Linked DNA regions of Mus musculus: region 2 is linked to region 1. Evidence: chromatin contacts called from public HiChIP or PLAC-seq data. All regions are on one chromosome and are shown on one strand. The core of a region is the stretch at or near the end of the contact, and the rest is flanking DNA. Distances in the headings are between cores, read along the strand shown.

What was found. HiChIP or PLAC-seq counts read pairs in DNA pulled down with a chosen protein or histone mark.
Region 2: a FOXA1 HiChIP or PLAC-seq map of pancreatic cancer cells shows a contact between it and region 1. The contact joins two enhancer-like sites. A contact is called at or near these places in 1 of 115 datasets of contacts at active chromatin or transcription factors (pancreatic cancer cells) and 1 of 9 other capture datasets (embryonic stem cells).

The regions. Positions count from the first base shown.
Region 1 is chr6:87,122,809-87,129,759 of GRCm38.p6, reverse strand. No RefSeq gene overlaps it. Among named protein-coding and RNA genes, the nearest start is that of D6Ertd527e, 22 kb to the right of the region's middle. Within about 2 kb of position 2,524, at least 35 of the 459 cell types and tissues checked have an H3K27ac peak or open chromatin away from gene starts, as enhancers often do. A contact at or near this core is called in pancreatic cancer cells, where this site is marked.
Region 2 is chr6:87,565,879-87,572,157 of GRCm38.p6, reverse strand. No RefSeq gene overlaps it. Among named protein-coding and RNA genes, the nearest start is that of Gm34222, 13 kb to the left of the region's middle. Within about 2 kb of position 4,292, at least 36 of the 459 cell types and tissues checked have an H3K27ac peak or open chromatin away from gene starts, as enhancers often do. A contact at or near this core is called in pancreatic cancer cells, where this site is marked.

The sequences.
Region 1 (6,951 bases), core at 1,275-3,774:
AACTTCAAACATTAAAGTGGGACGAACTCGTGAAAGGCCTTTTCCCTCGTGAAACCATTTGCATTTTTGCAAGATATTTTTAAAGCATGGGACCTGTTAGCTGTGTATATCACAAATGCAGAAAGCATGATTTCTTCATAAAAGTCCTAAGATGAGGGACCTGTCAGCCACCCAGGCTTCAGCCTGCCCCAAACCATTCACCACCCTGAGAGAACCACAGCCCGACCTCCCCGCTTCACAGTCTTTTAGATACAAGCATATTGGCACGCCTCTCTGTAGGAGACACTCACCTCTGCAGGGTTCACAGTTTGTGGCTTTTTGCCTAGCTTTAGTCTTTGTTTTGCTTGCAGGATACCAATAAATTCCGTAAGATTGTGGACTAGCGTGGTAGCTTCCTGCTCTTGCAGAGGACCAGAGCTTTGTTCCAAAACCCATGCCAGGCAGCTCACTAACTCCATTGCCAGGGGTAATCTAATCGATGCACCCTCCTGGAATCCTTGGGCAAGTGCATATTTCACACACATACATACCTGCAGGCACGTATCCGACAAAGATGTCCTAGAAATAAAATCTTAAGAAAGAGAAAGAGAGAGAGAGAGAGAGAGAGAGAGAGAGAGAGAGAGAAGAAAGAAAGAGAAGAAAGAAAGAAAGAAAGAAAGAAAGAAAGAAAGAAAGAAAGAAAGGAAAACTGAAGTCAATGATGTCTTATCTTTCCAGCCATGCTATCATGTAGGATTTTAGGCAAATCCTGAGTGTTCCAAAAACAAAACCATTCCAGGATCCATTGTCTGGAGACTGGCTTCTGCCTGGGCTCCACTGGGTTCCATTCCCAGGTTCCCAGTGACTGCAAAGTCTATGGATTCCAGGCATCCAATGGAGAAATTTCCTTGCAGAGGAATGGTACAAGCCACAGTTATCTCTCCAGCAAGATTTCTTTCTCACTTCAAACAATTCTTCCTAATCCTGACCCCTAGATTGTCTTCTTCCCTCCAGACATGCATTGGTACAAGGAGCTATTCTCAGCCATGACTAGGGCTGTTTCCATCTGGGTCCGTGCTATGATCACATGGGGATTAGAGATAAAGTGGACCACCATCTCTGTTGTATGGGGAATTCCAGATGTTTTCACTCTACTGCAAAAGAAGTTTTCTTCTCATTAACAATAACTGTGTCCATTGGCCAACCAGCCTGTTGATGCAGGGTCTCACCATCTTGCCAAACAGGCAGGCTGAGCAAGAAAGGGGAAAGAAGAATTGCCCTGTTTGTGGCTGAAAATGGGATTTCAGAGGAGGCAGGGTCCTGCTGCTGCTCTGTGTCCCTCAGTTGTAGACCATCAGTGCATCCCAGTCACCAATAATCCATACACGCACTGCGGGTCACAGAGTTACCAGCCAACCAATGTCGGTTGTGCAGATAAATGTAAACAAGGAACCTCGTTTCCAAGGAATCTCATTCCCAAGCATTCAAGAAAACTAGCAATAGATATGAAAACTACGTCTTGGATAGGATTTCCTTTGAGGAACTTAGGTCACCAGGTATGGTGGCATTTGCTTTTGGTCTCAGCAGAGGCAGGGGAATCTCTGCAAGTTCCTGGTTCTGGCTAGCCAGGGCAACATAGTGAGACTCTGTCTCAAGAAAAAACAAACATAAAAGCAAACAAGCAGCCAGAAAGTACTTCTCATGTAAGCATGGAGCCTTGAGTTAGAATTCCCAGCCCCCACATAAAATCTGGACCCAGGATTTAATCCAGGATCTGGAGAAGTGGAGGTCAAAGGTCACAGCCAGCCTGGTTAGCTGAACTGATGAATGTGGGATCAATAAGAGACGTTGTCTCAAAGATAACATGGGTGAGCCAGTGATGTTGCTCAGTGTGAAGGCACTTGCCACCAACCCAGACAGTCTGAGTTCGATCCCTGGGACTCACAGAGTGGAGGAAACAAAATGACTCCTGAAAGAAAGCGGTTGTCCTCCAGCTTTTGCGCAGAGGCTGTGCTGTGCACACCCACACACCTGTAAGTAATAGTGTAATTTTTAAAATAAGGTGGAGAGTGACCAGGGAAGACACCTATAACCTGCGCTCTCTACACACAGATACACAACTGTGGATGCACAGAGAGTGGGGAAGCAAGGGGGAGGGGAGAGCGGTGTGGGGAGAGGAGAGGGGGAGAGCACACACCAGTAATTAAGATCTCAGTTCCACTTCCCCATGCCCTTCAAGCAAATATTCAAGTATTCCCCAGTGTGGGCTCTCCCTAGGTGGTATTGGATGGCTCCTTCTGACAGCTCATTCACTCTGTCCTCTCTGGGTCACTTCTCAATGTGTACATACATACACTCCATGTCAACTGGGTCAAAGTCCCTTTCTGCTTTTCACTTGGAAAGAAAAATAAAAACAAATGCAAGGAATGCAGAGTAGGACAGCAGCAGGGAATGCCAGCCCTGGCCTTCATTAGAAGAGCCAGCTCTATTTTTACCTCATTTGTTTACTTAGCATCCTGTCACGGGACCGGATCTCTGCTATCCCATAACGGGTGGAGCACGCAGCATGTCTGCCTCAGTCAGGAGTCCAGCTGCTGTACGAGCATGTACATGTGCACACCTGCCAGAAAGGACCCTCTCTTCGGCTGCTGTTAAGTTCAGTCATGTGACTGCTTGTGGACATTAATGCTCACTTGCTCTCTGTTTCTCTTTTAATTAACTAAACTTAATTCTGAACATTTGCTGATATACAGAAGATTAAGAAAACAGAGAGAGCGGCGCCTGACCTCGCCTCAACTGGCCCTGCTGTTAACAGCCCCATGAGCCTGGTGTGTCTATTATCCTGAACTTGCTTTTGATGCCTTACCAGATACTAATGTCCACAGAGTCTGCCCCGCTTTCTACAGTTCTGTGGAACACCAATGCTCTGTTGTGTATATGCATCCGCCAGGAGCCACATAGTGGCAGATGGAATCGAGGCATTGTCCTAAGCACCTAAATGATTCACCTATTAAACCCTCTTCCCCTCCCCCAACCCTCAGCCCTGCATCCTAGAATTCTCCAGAAGGACAGAGTCCACGTGCATGCATATCTGCATCTATAGAGATATCTCTATAGATGCAGATAGGTCAGGGGCTTAAGGTCTCTGCTTACATGACTATCTATGGTGACCAAAAAAATCCATCAGTCTGAAGACATCATAGTATGACAGACACAGTGGAGTTTCAGAGGCAGGGAACCCAAAAGTAGAGCTCTGGGGTCAGGGAGAAAAGCCTGAGACGCTGAAAAGGCTGTGGTAAATCCTAAGTCCAAACACTGGAGCGCCTGTGGGGTACTGCTACCAAGTACCAGGAAACAGTGGAGCAGGTTCAACACGGGGGCCTCATGGGACCCATCCCAGTTCCTCGGAGCTCCAGGTTTATAACAAATGGACAAGAAAGGCCACCCAACCTCAGACCCTACAGGGATAAGGATCTGATTGGTCCATCTGACTGCTATCCAGACAAGTCAGGGATGCTGGCTGAAAGTGAGAAGCTAGCAGAAGATGGAGGTGACCAGGATCCACCTCAAGCCTCAGTATCAGCTACAGTAACAACAGCTTAATGCAGTTCACCAGTTAGTTACAGCTCATGTAAGTTCCCAGGAAATGAGACAAATTAGAACCAGCAGGATAGAATACTCCGCTCTGACAGCATGACACCAAAGGCTGCTCTCTGCTCCGAACCCCTCTACAAGGCTAGAACCTTGTGCCCAAGCTGCTGGGACTATCACCACTAATGAATGGCTCCTGGCTGAGTTCCTGCCACAGAGAGCTCCTTAGTTACACTCCCTTCCAGTAAGTCGGACAAAACCACAGCCTAGCCGGGTAGAGTGGCGCAAAGACCTCCCCCTTGCCTCAATTTCGGAATGTTCCGAAAGACTCCTAGCTCTGGAACTCCCCTGCATCAGCGAGGTCCCCTGTGCGTGTGCTGCCCATCTCTTTCCCTTTGTTGTTCATTACGAACAACCTAACTTGAATTACAAACCAACGTTCGAAAAACTAAAACCATAGTAAAATTGGTTTACTTGAGTCAGTACATAATCAATATTTTTGAAATAAATTTAAAAGTGGTCGTTTAATTATTTTCTATTAAATCTTCAAAGCCTGCCGGGTGCTTTATGTTACAGTGTCTCAGTGCTGGATAGATGCACTTCACAGACTCAAGCACCACATGTGGCCCGCAGCTACCACATTACACAACCCAGCAGCTGTGGATGTTCCAAAGAATCGAATTGCAAGGTCGTAAGATGCACACGCTTCAACGTCAGCCAATGTTGACTATTTTTTTCCAGATTCTGTACCAATTTATACTTTGAGTGAAGCCTTTGAGTGCCATGTTATTCCACACGCTAGACAAAGCATGGCTTCACTCAGAACCTCTGAGCTGAGGGAGGAGAGGAGAAGGCAAAGGCAGACAGACAGACAGACATTGAGAAAATATGGCAGAAGCTGAATGACTTGAGAAGTGGTTAAACAGCAGCATCAGGGCAGTGTGCGTTTCAACTGAACCCGTAAAGAATTTTCTCATTGTCTTGACTGTGTCCCATACTACCCCATTCGTTCATTGTCTAGGGTTCCTATTGCTGTGACGAAACACCATGACCAAAGCAACTCAGGGAGGAGAGGGTTTGTTAGGCTCATAGATCTACATCACTGTTCATCCCCAGGAGGAGTCAGGACAGGAACTCAAGCAGGGCAGGAACTAGGAGGCAGGAGCTGATGCAGAGGCCATAGCAGGGTGCTGCTTGCTCATCGTGGCTTGCTCAGCCTGCTTTCCTATAGAATCCAAGGCCACCAGCCCAAGGACAGCACCACCCAGATGGGCTGGACCCTCCCCTATCTAGCACTAATTAAGGAAATGCCCTCCAGGCCTGACTGCAGCCCAATCCTATAGAGGCATTTCTTTAATTGAGGTTCTGTCTGTGTCAAGTCAAAGAGAAACCATCCAGCATAACACTTTCTCCACGTATGAACACTGTCCTCATCAAAACTCCGACTTGCTAAGAAGAGCAGCCTGTGATTCCAAACACACAGTCAAAATCCTAAGTGTTGTGGTGGGAAAGAGGAGGGTACTCTATGACACTGTGAAGAGCAAAATGGAGCAGTTGGTGAGGCATACGCCAGTCTATAGAGGCCAGGTCTATAGATTCAATAATAGCACTGCATTCCTAGTGATTTTATTGTTTTTACCTCTGTTGTGGAGTCAGGGGGGAGAATACACCTGTACGAGGGGTCCACACATGTTCTCGGAGCTGTAGGCATGGGTATGGATGTGACTGTGGCTACAGAGATGCAGATACTAACAGGATGGGGAAAGTGGAGCAGCCACGTGTGTGGCTTGCCCAGGGCAGCTGAGTTAAAGAATTAGAATAGAAAAAGCCAAGGGTTTAAGGTGTGGGCCAAGTAAGGAAGGTGGGAGCCTAGGGCAACAATGGGGTATAGACAGCTGCGCCAACTATACTGGTACTCAACACCTACAGAATCAAACAGCCTTGCTGACTACAGGCCACAGCCCAGCAGAAGATTCAGGAAGAGCAGTCCCCATGTGACACTGCCTGGAGCAAACAATGGTCCAGGCTGTTCCCGTCGCAATATCTACTTTGTGCTTGGAACAAAAGAGCAGAGAGTTTAATGTGAACTAATCTGATGTCAGGCTGGAAATTCTGGCAGCAGACACTGGTAACACGCCTTCAGACCAGTGTTATCCAAGACACCCTCACTAGCCACCTGTGTCTATTCTAATTTAAATATGTACACTTTAAAGTCAGCCCTTAGGTTTCACTAGTAGTCACATGCACACCAAGTGACCATCGATGAAGGTGCTCCCAGGGCAGAGACGTTTCAATCGTTGAAAAAAAAAAAAAAATCCCAGGCATCCTACAATTCTGGACAACGTGTTTGAAAAGGACATTTGAAAAGGACATTTGAAGATTGTAACAATTTGCAAATGTAAACGATGCTGTCCTCAGAAGGTCCTTGAAGGCTCAGAGCCACCCAGATAAACCCAAGAATCTATCAGCTCCATGTGGCAAAGACCTCCCTACATACAGCGGAAGCCAGGTCCCTGGGTCAGGGTGGAGCCCTGTTGGGAGTTTACTAAGAAGCTGTTTGAACAGCAATTCAAACAAGGGCGCTAACCCAGGGAGAAGCACTCAGGGAAAGAGTCGTACACACCAGAGTTGAGCATGAGCCGCTCAAGAGAGATTCACACAACTGCTATTGTTTTGTGAGGGTTTAGGAGATCTGGTCAGTGGATTCATCTGATCCTTTGGATACCACTGATGAAAGACAACATCATCATCATCACCGATTTCATCTCTTCTTGCACAGTCATTGGCAGGTTAAGATTTTTCTCCTCACATTATATTTTGATACATTGCAAGTCAAAATTGGTTATCCAGTGTGTTGGTATATAATTATCCTTAATGCCCTCGTGATAATTAATGTCTCTGTGGAATCTTCTATGGTGTATCTTTTTGCTTCTGAGATATCTATGTTTTTTAGTTGGTCTAACTAAAGTTTTCTTGACCATGAAAAAAAAAAAAGAAATAAAAAGGAAGAATTTAGCTGGACAGTGGTGGCCTTTAATCTCAGCAGTTGGGAGGCAGAGGCAGGAGAGTAATCTCTGTGAGTTTGAGGTCAGTCTGGTCTACTGAGCGAATTCCAGGGCAGTCAGAGCTGCATAGTGAGACCATGTCACAAAAACAAACCAAAATCAGAAAAAGAAAAAGAAAAAGAAAAAGAAAAAGAAAAAGCAAGAGAAAGAGAAAAGGAAAAAGAAGAGAGAGAAGAGAAGAGAAGAGAAGAGAAGAGAAGAGAAGAGAAGAGAAGAGAAGGAGAAGGAGAAGGAGAAGGAGAAGGAGAAGGAGAAGGAGAAAGAGAAGAGAGAAGAGAAGAGAAGAGAAGAGAAGAGAAGAGAAGAGAAGAGAAGA
Region 2 (6,279 bases), core at 3,043-5,542, 440 kb before region 1:
TTTTATCTTCTGTCCTAGCATCTATAATAAAGCTAGTTCCCTTTTTATGATCTCTAGTTAATGGTCAAACCTTTTGGAATGTGCTCTGAGTAGAAGACTGACTGCTTACTATCTCAGAAGCAATTAACTCATGACACTAAAGACTGGCAGAGTTCTTGTTGCAGTTTTGACTATCAGAAAGAACCTAATAGCAGTCCCACTATAAAAGAGCTTAATAAATACTGATATAGTTTTAGGAATTCTTATAGGATCATCATTAGGAATTAGGAAGTCATCTATTTGTTTATAGAGCATCACTACAAGACAGTACATCTTCATTGTTCTGTGGAGATCTGCTCAAAAGGGTGGGCTAATATCTAGTGATTGTTATATATGTTTACTAATAACAACAGGAAAAGCATATTAATAGCAGGAGTCTTTCCTAAAATGGATTTCTCCTGAACCTTGTCTAATGGAGCAACTCCGTCATAGATTTTTTTTAATCCAAGGTGGACTATCTTAGAAAGATCACCTACTAGTTATTAGCCTGTTGGCTCCTGACAGTCTATGTTCTATTTTCTTAGAAAAGTACATCTATAACAATGGACATAATGCATAGCAGAGAGTGACAGGGATTTGAAAGATTTAAGAACATAATAATGAAGATGTAAGTTAAGTTTCCAATTTAAAGGAAATGATGGAATTCTCTTGTGGTTTGTGCAATCCCTGAACTTTATAGGAGTTTTCAATCAAGAAACGTATTCATTCCCCAACTTCACCATACTCAGTAAATATAGAGAAAGCTGGAATTGCCCAAGATACTGTTGAGGAAGCCCAGTCCAAGAGGAGTTGTTTGTTCAGCAATGAAGGATAATGCAGATTGGAAATCCTATCTTCTTTTGTCAATGTCACAAGGATGCTAGGTGCATGATTCTTTTTTATTATGTGATTAAATAAGTTAAGTACATTAAGAAATGAGGAGGAGGACTCTAAGCAGAGGTGGCATCATAAGCAAATGCAATAATAAGATGAATCTGCACTCCAGCTGTTTGTTCGTCTCTTGTGATAAATCCATTTTTTGGTTCTTGGATATTTGCTAGGTTTCCTATAAGAATATAAGGATGGATTTTATCCTAATCACTTTGGTACATAGTACGTAGGACATGTTCAACTTGTTTCTGTCTAATAGATGTCATTGTAATTACAGTGTATTAAATTTGGGTATAATTTCCAATTATTAATACACTTAACATCCAGTTTAATTTTTAGCAAGCCTATAGAGAAAACTTTTATTTTAAATCAGACACCAAAGTACAACTTTTATCAAAGGCAAGTTTTTCTTTCCTTTCCTTTCATGTTGTATGTGTGTGCCTGTGTATGTTGTATGTATATATGTGTGTATGTTGTGTGTATGTGTGTGTGTGTGTGTTTATGTTGTATGTGGTATGTGTGTGTGGTATGTATATATGTGTGTATAGGGTGTGTGTAGTTTCATTTTACTTTTGTTTGTTTGTTTTTAGTTTTAATGTTTTGAGACAGGATCTTGCTGCAGAGCTCAGCTTGGCCTTCAATGCTTGTAGCCTAAGTTGGCTTTGAACTCAAGATCTTCCTTACCATTATCCTCAGTGAGATTTTCTTTCTTTAAAATTCCCTAAATGCCCCATTTTGCATTCAACTTGGACCATAACACTATGCTGCTACAGTGGCTCAGTTTATCTAAGTGTCTTTGCATACTGTATGCACGCTCCACAAACACAGTGCTCTTGAGCAGTGGGAATGAGTTCCAGAAGTCGGCTGGTCTAGAGAGGGCATCAGCTAACAGGTGAAAACCAGGCGTGTGTGGCTCCAGGGTGTGACATCAGCAAGCAATAGTTTCTGCAAGAGCCTAAGATGTCTTCCCTTTTGTACGTAAAAAGACAGTGTTTGGAAGGATGAGTATTGTGGGAATGGAGTGCCCCCTGCCTGGTCTTTTGTTTCTTCCTCCTTCATCCGTTGTCTAGTAATACTCAGAAGAGTGGCTGAGGCTGTGGATTCCTCCCTGATGTGAATTCAGCAAAAGCACTGTTTTTCCTGGAGTTTCCCTCCATCTCTAAGCTCTGAAGAAGGGAGGATTGATGTAATTGTATTGTAAGCTTCCACACACCAGATACCAGAAACGACGCAAGCTGGCCACTGAGTGAGAGCTCTTTGGATTCTAGATACTGTTCTCACAGTGGCTCTCTGAGATGCTTTACGCCACTAACCCACAGAGACGGCTTGTAGAACCCCAGCATCAGAACAGTTTTCAGTGTGAGAAGTGTATGTGTGTGGTTTTCTGGCTTTTTAATTTAGGAAGTGGCCCAGAAAAGTCTCCCATGGACTTCTAACAAGAACAGCTTGAACATCAATAAATTTAAAGTGACCCAAAAAGTACATTTTGTTTATGAATAGCAGAGGAGAAATAAGGAACAATAAAGGTCATCTCATGTGGACATACACAGAAACTTCTAGAACCTCTGAATAAGAACAACCATTTGCCTTTCAGTGACACTCTGTACTTTTGTAATCATCAAGAGAAAAAAAAAGTCTAAAGGCCTTCAAACTGGAAGTTTGCAGAACAAACCTCACTCCAGGTTAAAAGAGGCTACAAGAAGAGCATTATATGTTCAGATAAATGGTAAAGGAAGCATTCATTGTACACATGATAACAAGTCTTACACATCACAAAACCGTGCAGGCATATCACTATCATCCTGTATTAACCTCAAAAATGAGCAGGCATTGATTGCTATCACATGTACTTAACTCTCACAGGTCCATAGTGGAACAGGAAGGTGGGACACCCCATCCACATTTCATGAGTTACTGAGGTTTCTGAGAAATGAGTGCTTGGCCTTCACCCACTGCTTCTGACAAGCAGCAGCCTGTGGGTTGTGGTCCTTCACAGGAGGCTCTTCCTCTAGAGCCACCTTGTGTCTGCTTCCTCTAGGATCGGGTCACACACGCTGTGCTTGGCAGGGTACCTCATCTTTTCCTCATCCACAGCACGTTACTGAAGTTTTTCAAATCTGAGAATTGTCCATCCTTTACCAGTGGAGCACATAAAACCCCTCAGGACATGAATTAAGGAGGAACTGACCCTAGTGCATGACCTTGATAATGTGAACTTTTAGTTAATGTTTGGGCGGATGTATATACAAATATCTACTAAATATTAACATCTATTGTCTTCTATATTTTTTACAGTCCATGTAAGCACCCAGTCTGACTAAGAAGAGAGGATTGCCCTGAGAAATACACATCCATTTGGTCTGAAGAATCAGCAGTCAGACACTGATACCTTCTTCATGAGAGTATTCTATTCATGTGCACGTGTATACACACACACACACACACACACACCACATTACTCTTTACCTTGTGATGGGTAAAACCCTGGCCCTGGGATATTTAGTTCTAAATTCCAGGGACCTGTGAATGCTGCCTCACGTGGCCAGTACAATTGCATTAGCTATCATGGAGTCTAGATAGGGACGTTTACCCAATGAGCATCAGACACCCCCTTGCAAATGGAAGGTGAGCTATGTGTGATTTTAGGTGGTTGTGATGTGAGTCTGGAATCAGAGGTTGGAGGGATGAGCTTTGACCCTGGGAAAGGCATCACACACAAGGCACTGGATGCTCAAGACATCAGGCCAACTGCTCTCCCTGCACAGCCTTCAGAAGGCGTGGCCCACTCTACTGTGCTGCAGTGTGGTGGCTCTGGACTTCTGACCTCCAGCTCTGAGGACAGAACTCCCTCAGGCCTGTTGCTTTGGGATAGCTCTGAGAGGTTAAATTTCCCCAACTTCAGCTCCACTTCCAGACTTGACGGATAGGTTTGCTGCTCCTCATTTAGCCTCCCTCTGCTTTGGGCTAACAGCTGGACTCCCTGGCGAGTCTTGCTCTGTTGTGCTGAGGACACAGGCCTCTCACTGGGGCAAGGCATTTTTGGGGAGTGAGGTGATCATTCGTGACGAGACGAGTTATTTGGATTATCACAGGGTTTCTCCTTGTTCTCCTTTATCCCTCTCTGTAGCGGAGATAGTCCTTAAGAGCCACAGTCAAATTGCTTTTCTCAGAAAACCCTCTTACATGGTTTCAAAACATCCCTGCTCCAAGCTGTGGTCCTCAGGACTTGGAGAGGTAGGCCTGCTTGGGGACCTTGCTGCCTCCATAGTGTTTTCCCTAAGCCCTTGGTCAGGACTCACTTTGCTGGCCTGGATGTGGCTCTTGTGGGTGAGCAGGCCCCTCCCTCTGGGTTGTCCTGGTGTGGGTGTTATGTTCTAGCCGACTTCAAGCCTTGGATTTGTTTACACATTCAAGACAGCTCAGTGCTGTGTTACTCCCTCTAGTGCTTAAGGAACTGTGGGTGGGTGGGGTTGTGGGGATTTGAGAGCCCAGATCATCCCCTCTCAGTCACTCCAGGGCCTGTGGGCGGAACAAACACTATGAAACCAATTTCCTTCACTTCACACAAACTGCTACTTTATTATTTTGCAGATTAGAACATCTAGAGTTTCTATGAAAATGGTCTTTATGGTTACCACCCAGCGATAGTCTAACAAATATCTGTTTAGTGTTTGCTGTATATTAGGGAATACTCAAAATTCAGCAATGAATAAGGCAAGTTTGTTGTCTTCCTGCAGCTCCATGAATTCTACAGCAATCAAATAACCCAAAGAAGAGCATGCACAGACAGAAATCTCTAACGTGTGTGTGTGTGTGTGTGTGTGTGTGTGTGTGTGTGTGTGTGTGTGTGTTACGAAGGGGTGGGGTGAAGGGCCAGCATGTGGCCATTGGAGGAATGAGGCAGAAAGGAATTGGGGGTGGTTTGGATTCAGGGGCAGTAGGGGTTTCTTAGAGATGAAGATGGAGAAGCCAGCCCTGTAAAGCCTCTAGCAGTCTTTCCCAGTGTTGGAGCTTGCAGAGCACAGAGGACCAAGGAACTGAGGTGAGGCACAGCACAGAACTCTGTGGCTGGAACTAGGAAGAGATGGGTTGAGAGGTCCCATACCTGACCATCTAGAGCCTCACAGGCCTCAGGAAAGAGAATGGTTTTTTCTTCAGAAGCTGAGGGCTGCTGTAGTTCTGAATTGGTGTTTGGCGTTATGTGTTCACTGATCTTAGAACAGTGAGTTGGCATGGGAGAGGGGGCAAAGTGTACCAAGCTGGATACCAACCTGGTAGGGGGAGGTGTGAAGCTCAGACTCCATTTCTGGAAAACCTTCATCCCTTTGTTTTTTTCACAGGCGTTCCCGGAGCCTTGGTTGCTGAGACTGGGGTTTCTCTAAGTATTGAGTCTTGTAACATTTTTCTTGTTTCGTAGACATAGCCCCTTATTTTAGCTTATGCAAGAGAGTATTACTTTTTGAAGTTCTCTTAGTGGCCTTTATTGATAACTAGTATGATTTATTTAATCTATTGGTCACTATATTTTAGGCTGTGTGCTGAATAATTTTATGTCAACTTGAGACAAGCTACAGTCATCTGAGGAGAGGGAACCCTAATCTGGAAAGTACCTCCATAAGACTGGGCTGTAGGTAAACCTATAGAGTATTTTCTTAATTAGTGGTCAGTAGAGGAGGGCACAGCACTTTGGAGGTGATGCCACTCCTGGGCAGGTGGTCCTGGGCTCTATAAGAAAACAGACTGAGCAAGCCAATAAACAACACTCCTCCATGGCCTCTACATCAGCTCCTGCCTCCAGCTTCCTTTCCTATTGAGTTTCTGTCCTGACTTCCTTCAGTGATGGACTGTGGATGAGGAAGTATAAGCTGAATAAACCCTTTCCTCCCCAACTTGTTTTTGGTCATGGTGTTCATAGCAATAGTAGCCCAAAGACAGGCTGAATGGTTCCAAGTCAGATTGCCTAGTTAGAATAACAGCTTCTTTGCTTATAATGTGACTTTAGGCAAGTTCCTTAGTGGCTGTAAGACAATTTCTTCTTCTTTCTCAATGGAATTAATAACATGCCTAATTTCTGCAAGCATGGTGGTCTAGTCCCATTATCCCAGCACTCTGAAGGCTAAGGCAGGAGACTTGTGAATTAGAAGCCAACCTGTACAACACAGTGAGATCTTGTCTCAGACAAGCCAATAGGCCGACAAATACCTGCTTACCTCAGTAGCTTTAACTTAAGCGGTTTGTGAGGACTGGTTCCGTAAACACTTGTACAGTCACACACACAGCATCTGGTCCCAGGTGTGCACAGAGAATGTGATTTTGCTCATCTTTCCTGTTTTCTTTGGTCTGTCTGTGGCAGTACATGCTTTTCTGAAA